2 separate regions of the Bicyclus anynana genome follow, and region 1 is linked to region 2. Evidence: chromatin contacts called from public Hi-C data. All regions are on one chromosome and are shown on one strand. The core of a region is the stretch at or near the end of the contact, and the rest is flanking DNA. Distances in the headings are between cores, read along the strand shown.

Region 1 (4,082 bases), core at 441-2,940, 200 kb before region 2:
CTAGAGATACGAACTCTCTTTTTAACCGACTTCCAAAAAGGAGGAGGTTCTACGTTCGGCTGTATGTATGTTTTTTTTTTTTTTTTTTTTTTTTTTTTATGTATGTCCAGCGATAATTCCGTCAATTATGGACCGATTTTGAAAATTATTTTTTTGTTTTGTAGGGTTTACTTCCAGGGTGGTCCCATTTTTTTCATGTCAGGATCTGATGATGGCATCCTGGAGAAATTGAGGGGAACTTTCGAAAGTTGTAGAGACGGCTAGTGCGTTTGTTAGTGTTTCCATAAGGTATTTTAAACCACTACAATTTTATGAAGGTTTGGAGTAGGTCTGATGATGGAGCCGAAACACAGACGATGGAACTCGTCAAGGATTTACAGCAGTCACCTTTTGTTTGGGCTTGATTAATTTGTATTGATGAGTACTTTCCACCTATATGGGTTGTGACTGTATTAAGGGTCTGGTGATGAAGACGAGGGACAGTGAAGAGAACTCCTCGACGGTTCACAGTAGCTACCTTGTGTTTGGACTTGATAAATTTGTATTGATGAGAACTTTCCACCTAGATGGATTGTGACTGTATTAAGGGTCTGATGGTGAAGACGAGGAACAGTGAAGAGAACTCCTCGACGGCTCACAGTAGCTACCTTGTGTTTGGACTTGATAATTTTGTATTGATAAGAACTTTCGACTTAGATAGGTTGTGACTGTACACACGCAGTAGGTATGCTAACACTAAAAATAAAAAAATAAAAATTTTAATAAAAAAATTCAACCGACTTCCAACTCAAAAAATAACTTTAACTAAAAAGCAAAAAATAACATCCTAACTATGTGCTACCTTCTGATCAGTTTGAAGGCGGTGCCAAGCCAGTGTCGTGTTTTAATTAAAACTGTTTCTGAAAGAAACACATAAATTTTGTAGTTTAACCGTGTTTAATTAAAACATCACTGGCTTGGCACCGCCTTCAAACTGATCAGAAGGTAGCACATAGTTAGGATGTTATTTTTTGCTTTTTAGTTAAAGTTATTTTTTGAGTTGGAAGTCGGTTGAATTTTTTTATATATTATGAGTTCCGAGTTACTGTCTGATAGACGAAGCTACCGATAGTACCTAACGCCATTCGTTTATCCGTCAAAATTGATCGATAGGTCCTATCTACTATTTCGTGTTTTGAAAATTAGTATCTACTCGTAACAAATTAACATTGATTTATTATTACAAAATTAAAATGGATTGTTATAGCAGTGACGATAGCGATATGGAACTATTTCAACTAATAATAGATTGTGATGATGATAGTGATAGCGATACCGAAAGCATATTCGTAAAAAAAGAATTTAGAGAACGTGTGAATTATACAAGTATAATGTCTAAAAGGTAAGGTTTTAGGTTATCTTTAACCCAACTGCAAAAGAAGGGTTATGTTTTAATAATTTTAATAATAATAAATAATATTCGCAGATAGGTATCGTAGATAATAATTCTAATGTGCAAGAATCATCCATGGAAATTATTACGAAATAAATGGTTGTGACTTATTGTTATTGAGCACACTAAAATTGGCACTGGTATTTGCTGCCATCTGTTGAGACATTTTTGTCAATTCTGTCGAAATGTTTTAGATCCAAGGTCTAGATGGCCTGTAAGTCAAAAAATTGCTGTTGTAATAAGAAGTTGTTTATTAATGTTGTGCTTGTGTGTCTGTGTTTCTGAAATTCTGTTTCTATTTTCATGAGTTCAGTGTCAAATATATGTGAAGTAATAATAATAAATAAGTGCATGTAAATATTTTTATTTCGAGTGGAATACTAATAAATAATAAATAAGATTGAGAAGAACTTCTTCCGATAAAATAAATAAAATAACACGTAAAGTATAACAATTTTACTATCAATATCTGTACGCTAAATATTGTTGTGCCCAAAATAAAATTAACTAAACACCACGTATTTACCCCAACATTTGGGTTCAACCTATTGGTTTGAGGGTTCAACACATTTAGTAGTTTTAATTTTTTAATAGTTAAACTTAAGTTACTACATAAGTCAAAATGTAATGAAGTGAAGTGCGAGAAACAATCGGGGAATTGGAACTCATTTTGAAAACTTGATATGACAATGTTCTTCGATGCTTTGTATAAAAACAGGCATATTATGCAGGAGTTTGAAGATATAGAAGTGCACAAAACTAGTGTATCGGTATTTGTGGCTCTCTTTTATCTGGAGATGCTGTATGTTTTGCTTATGACTCTGTCTATATTGAATAGATTGAATCAGTTGACTTCATAAATTGAAATTTAAGTAAGTAATGTACATGTTCAGATTTCTACTTTGCCGTATTTCTGGTTAAAAACTGCCTCTTGGATAACTAACATTTTGCATGCACGAGATATTAGTTTTAGATTAATGAAATGTATATTTGCTTCCAAAATTTAATTTGGGCAATACCTGTATTTATCAATCTATTTCCCTTTCAATTAAATGTGAGTATTTAATGTTTTATTTTTATATACTAACAGAAGCTTGCCACTTCGTACTTTTAAAATTCTCACTAATAAACTGAACACACCATAGATTTTTTCAGTATAAAATGTCTAGATGTTCAATATCCTCCTCTATCTTCCAGGAAAAGATCCATTAAAATCAGTCCAGCCATTTTAAAGATTAAGATTAAAGCCCGGTTCAATTAATGTATTATGAATGCAATTTTGTGTAAAAATTGCCTGTAGCCTCTGCATGATCATCTTTTAGCATTAGTCATTTATGTTTTGGATTTACTCTGGATAATTTTCATTTATGGCAAGTGTTGTGTGGTAAATCTGTTTTGCATTGAATACAGATAATATAGGTACTCAGAGCCACAAATATCCGCCCACTTTGCCTCTGAGTATATATTTATCAAAACCACTATAGACAGTAGCTTGCCATAAACATTGCATCAATTGACAAATTTCATCTCCAACACAAGTTCTTCATAAATCCTCAGAGTGGGCAGTGTATTTGTGTACCATAAAGTGCACACCACTGTATAGATATGTTAAGTATAACCTTTTTTTAACCAAATTAATGATTTGTTTCAGTAAAACAAAAATGAATATATTGTATAACAGCGGAAATCTCGTTCATAGCAACGATAATGAAAAACTGTACCTAAACGATAAAGGTGTGTCAGTGAATAACTACCTACTGGAACAGCATCAAGTTGAGGCGCTTAGGTTCCTATTCGAACAATTTGACAAGGTAATTTTAAATTTAGTGAGATCTGCAAAAAAAAATTAAAAACCCTTCTTGAATATCTGCTAATTCTCAGTCCTAAGTTGGTTATGTTTACCTCCATATCTCAGCCCTCGTGAATATGAATAATTTACTAAGTTTAAGTATAATTTTTCAGAAATCCCCGGGAGCAGTGGTTAACTTTCCCCAGTCATGTGGCAAGGCGCACACAGTTGCTATCTTCTTGAATGCAGTGTCCAATAAACTGAAGGATCCGGTCTTAATCCTTTGTAAGGATATCTCGGAAATGAAGTATTGGAAAGAGATTCTAAATAAATGCTCTTCATATATTGATGGTAATCCTTCTATTATGACAATCCTTTTATGTCATGGCTAATCTCATGGTGAGATGTACCATGTACACAGGAGATATTATAGTACATAAGTGTGTGTGCAAGAACAGGTGCACTCTCTCTTCCCCTCACTCTCAAAATCTGATGGGACGGCAAACCGACACTTTAACTCCAGGCTGCTATTAAGATTTTCTTGTAAGAAAAATCCCATTAACCTATATATTTTTTGTTGGCCTGATCCAGGATTCAAACCCTAGACCTTTGTCCGTAGCTGAACCAGCTAACCATAGGACCAATGAGGCAGTTAAATTAAGAAAATTACTGACTGACTTGAGTCGTCGATATGACCTCTGCCTCCTATTTCGAATCCGGTCCCGAGTATGCACCTCCAACTTTTCAGTTGTGTGCATTTAAAGAAATTAAATATCACGTGTCTCAAACAGTGAAATACTGACTGTCTGTTTTAAGAATACATCTGTCCAAGTCCAGTATTTAAAAATAACTGTTCTATGA
Region 2 (3,683 bases), core at 551-3,050:
ACAAAAATCAATATAACTTAAAAACCGTAAAATTTCGGCAAAATATATTTTTGCCGAAATTTTAGTAGGTAGTTTTAGTATTTACGGGACAACCTGTATAGGTATCGATATGTGGGAAACAGTAGAAACATTTTGAGGTGTAGTGGAGTATCACGCGGTATGAATTTCATTTTCTTAATGACGGCTTATTTTCATCAAAATTCCATACTTCGCCACTGCTAGCTGGTAGATCTAGATAGGTATGCGCCGAGCCCGCCCTGACATTGTAACACATTGAACTGCGCAGCTACCTACCCATTATAATTTCTAACCCCGCTGGGTTATCTGGTTATGCTTTCGCGCACAGTCATACGCTACGTCTAGTGTATTCGGAATCGAAGTTTGGCGCCTTAGATTAATAACCTATAGACCTGCAACACCTAACAAACACTCCAAACGTAAGCCACTTGTGAGCGTAAGGCCTAGTTCGAACTACTTTAGTATTTTATTCAAGTACAAACGATTTTTGGGCATTAAATCCAAAAATTGCTCGTACTCGACTCGACAGAAATTACTTATTACTAAATCCAAAAATTGTTCGTATGTTAATGCGTCAAATGCCCCGATTTCGGGGCACATAAAACAGCTTACGAATCCGGGGACAACACACTATCTAGGTATGTGTTTATCCATGTTTGGCGCATATTAAACCGTTGTATAATAATAAAGTGTTCTGCAGTAGGTATTATCGTACAAAATACTGGGTATTTTTGTATGAATTTAGTATCAATCAACTTGTTTTTAAAATGTTTTTTTATTTGAAAAACTTACCAGACACATTGAGAGTTTCTTGAACATCTTTCCACGCGTTATCTCGTAGTTTCGTTTTGTTAAACCCACTGACCGTTTTGTCGTACAGAATCGGTCGTCTCTCCACTTCCCTTATCAAATCGATCTCGTTCATTCTATAGGCGACTCGTGAACGAACTTATGAACTGAATTTTTTGAACTAAACTCGGAACTTTTGAACTCGGCTCAAACCGAATACGGATAAAACTGGATTAAACTAATTTACACTTAATTCGCTATTGCAGGTAATTAGGTTAAGGCATGTTTTTTTATTAAATTTAGTTATTTATCCTATTTCAGTTATTTGGAAGATCAATGGAAAACTTAACAATGTACCTATAATTGTATCTAAGGCACATTTGATTTATTAATCTAATAAAATAATATGAATTAACTTTTTTAACTTAATTATTTTTTTTACACTGTCACATCAAATAAAGATGTTTTGTTACTTAAACCACATGAATGAGGATAATTAGATGAGGTCGCGTACGTAAATACGTGTTTTATTGTTAGTATTGGCGGAGGGTGTGTGAGGGTGCCGAGGGATGGCGCGGAGTGCCGTGCGGGGCGCGCGGGGCGTGCGGTCCGCGCGCGCCGTGCGTATCGAGCGGCGCGGCGCGGTGACGCAGTGGGACGATGCCACGAACTACGGCACGGCGAAACCACAGTAAAAATATATACAAGCAGTATTGTAACTCGGCCGTATTTTTTAAATAAATACATACAGCCGCGCGGTATGTAAACATGTAGGGCTGCCCGCCTCCAGGATTTTAATTACATTTGCCAACTTTGTGTTTCCATTTAATAATTAAATAATTTGTGTGTTTAGTGATTGTAAATATACTTTTTTTATATAAACAAATTAAATACTTTGTAAATTGTAGTAAAATAGGATCAGTGATCAATAAAATGCGTGTTGTTTTTTGATTGGTAGATTTAAATATGGCTGATACTAATCAATGACCTTGAAGGATAGGTCGTATTCATATGTTTATTTTAGTGATGCCATCTAGGTATTACCTCCACACTACGTGACCGTATAATAAAAAAACCGGTCAAGTGCGAGTCGGGCCACGCGCAGTGTAGGGTTCCGTAGATTATGTTAGCACTTTAATCCCTTATGTAATGCACAAAAATGCCGATAACGATACCCCACACTAAAGAATAGACGATAAAAAATTCAGCCTTCCTGGCACAGTCTGCACCCCACGCACGCCCCGAGTTCGAGATGTGTAGGTATAGCTCGCGTTTCGATTTCTAGTATGAAGTCAAACTACTGCTTGTATATATTTTTACTGTGACGAAACCCTATCGACGCTTGTTAGGGTTCGGTAACCAAAGGATAAGAACCCTATTACTAAGACTCCGCTGTCCGTCCGTCTGTTAACAGTCTCTCATGAATCGTTTTAGTATACTACTACTACTACTATACTAGTTTTAGGTTTAAGTATACTTTTCATCACGCTACGATCAATAAGAGCAGAGCAGTAAAGGGAAATATTGGGAAAACGGGAGAAGTTACTCCATTTTTACCAGTGATACTACTGTAAGGGCTGGAGTAAGGGCGGACGAAGTCGCGGGCGTCCGCTATAATATATTATCAATAAATAGTTTAGATAGACAATTAGTTTTATTTACCTCATATTCAAAATGAAAAGTAGAGTGTTAAACACGGCTAAAAGAATCCAATTCCTACTCGGACTATAGCCGTCCTCGCTACGCTCCTGCGTCTAAATACCTCGGGAATTGAGTCTTTCCACCTACGTTAACAATCTACTATTTTTTTCGTTCTAGTCGTTCTCTGGCTCTTATTCTGAGAGGAGACTCGGGCTCAACAGTGAGCCTGAGCCATAGTTTATTGACACTGAATCTGAAAGTTACTGCCATCTGTTGAGACGTTTTTGCCAACTTTGTTAAAAAGTTTTGGATCCAAGATCTAGGTGGCCTGTATTTAGCCTGTCTGTGTCCTCCTGGCCCATTTTCATCACAGACGACAAATTAAGAATGAAGATTATTATTTATGATGCTTTGTCATAGTCTGTGGCCAAAGAGTAAATTAACATATAGGGGATTGGATTTTTGGCGGGAATCGAGAAGCGCGCTTTTAAAATTGAAAATTTTAATTTAAAACTTTTTCAGTAATATACGTGTGAAATAAAGTGTACAAATGTAAATTAAATCAGGCAAAATGCCGTCAGACAGTGATGGTGATGCCTACGAAAGGCTAGACAGAAAAAAACGTAAAGTGCATAAGTCTGGTGAGGACGAGAGTTTAAAATATAAACCCTATATAAAGGCAGGTTATAGCAGAGCCTACACGGATAATAGCACTAACGCGGAATTCCCAGTGTTTGTGGAAAGCAGTGAGGCGGAAATTAAATTGGGGAACAAAAACCCATTAGTTGTGTCCAAATACTTTAAACAAGTAAAAGGTATCTATGAGAGCAGGCGCATTAATGCTAACAAAATAATGTTAGTATTCAAACAAGCAACAGCAGCCAATGATTTTCTCAAACATGAATGCCTAACGGTTTACAATCTTCGTGCCTTCATCCCGGCATCTTCTGTGGAGAGGGTGGGGGTTGTCAGGTTTATACCTAAAGAGTCCAGTAACCATGAACTATTTAATAAACTTTCTTCAGAGTGTGAGATTATTGGTGTAAGACGATTCATGAAAAAGGTTGTAGACGATGTTGTTCCTTTGTCAACTATTAGTGTAATTTTTGCAGGAACAACTTTACCACAATATATATATTTAGACAATTGGCGTTATAAGGTCTATACATATATTCCTCCGCTAATGCAATGTTTCAAGTGTATGAGATTTAATCACTATGGGAAAATATGCAAAA

The links. Hi-C and Micro-C count contacts between places; a contact is called where the count stands out from the background.
Region 1: a Hi-C map of whole body shows a contact between it and region 2, with 2.6 times the contacts expected there. The contact joins the promoter of LOC112053265 here to the promoter of LOC112048080 in region 2.

Annotation. Positions count from the first base shown.
Region 1 is chr11:2,025,132-2,029,213 of ilBicAnyn1.1, reverse strand. LOC112053265 reads left to right here and starts at 1,690. Exons shown (of 7, transcript XM_052884491.1): 1 at 1,690-1,872; 2 at 3,084-3,243; 3 at 3,395-3,572. The coding sequence starts at 3,094.
Region 2 is chr11:1,826,556-1,830,238 of ilBicAnyn1.1, reverse strand. LOC112048080 (transcription factor Adf-1-like) reads right to left here and starts at 1,800. Exons shown (of 3, transcript XM_024085451.2): 1 at 811-1,800. The coding sequence starts at 943.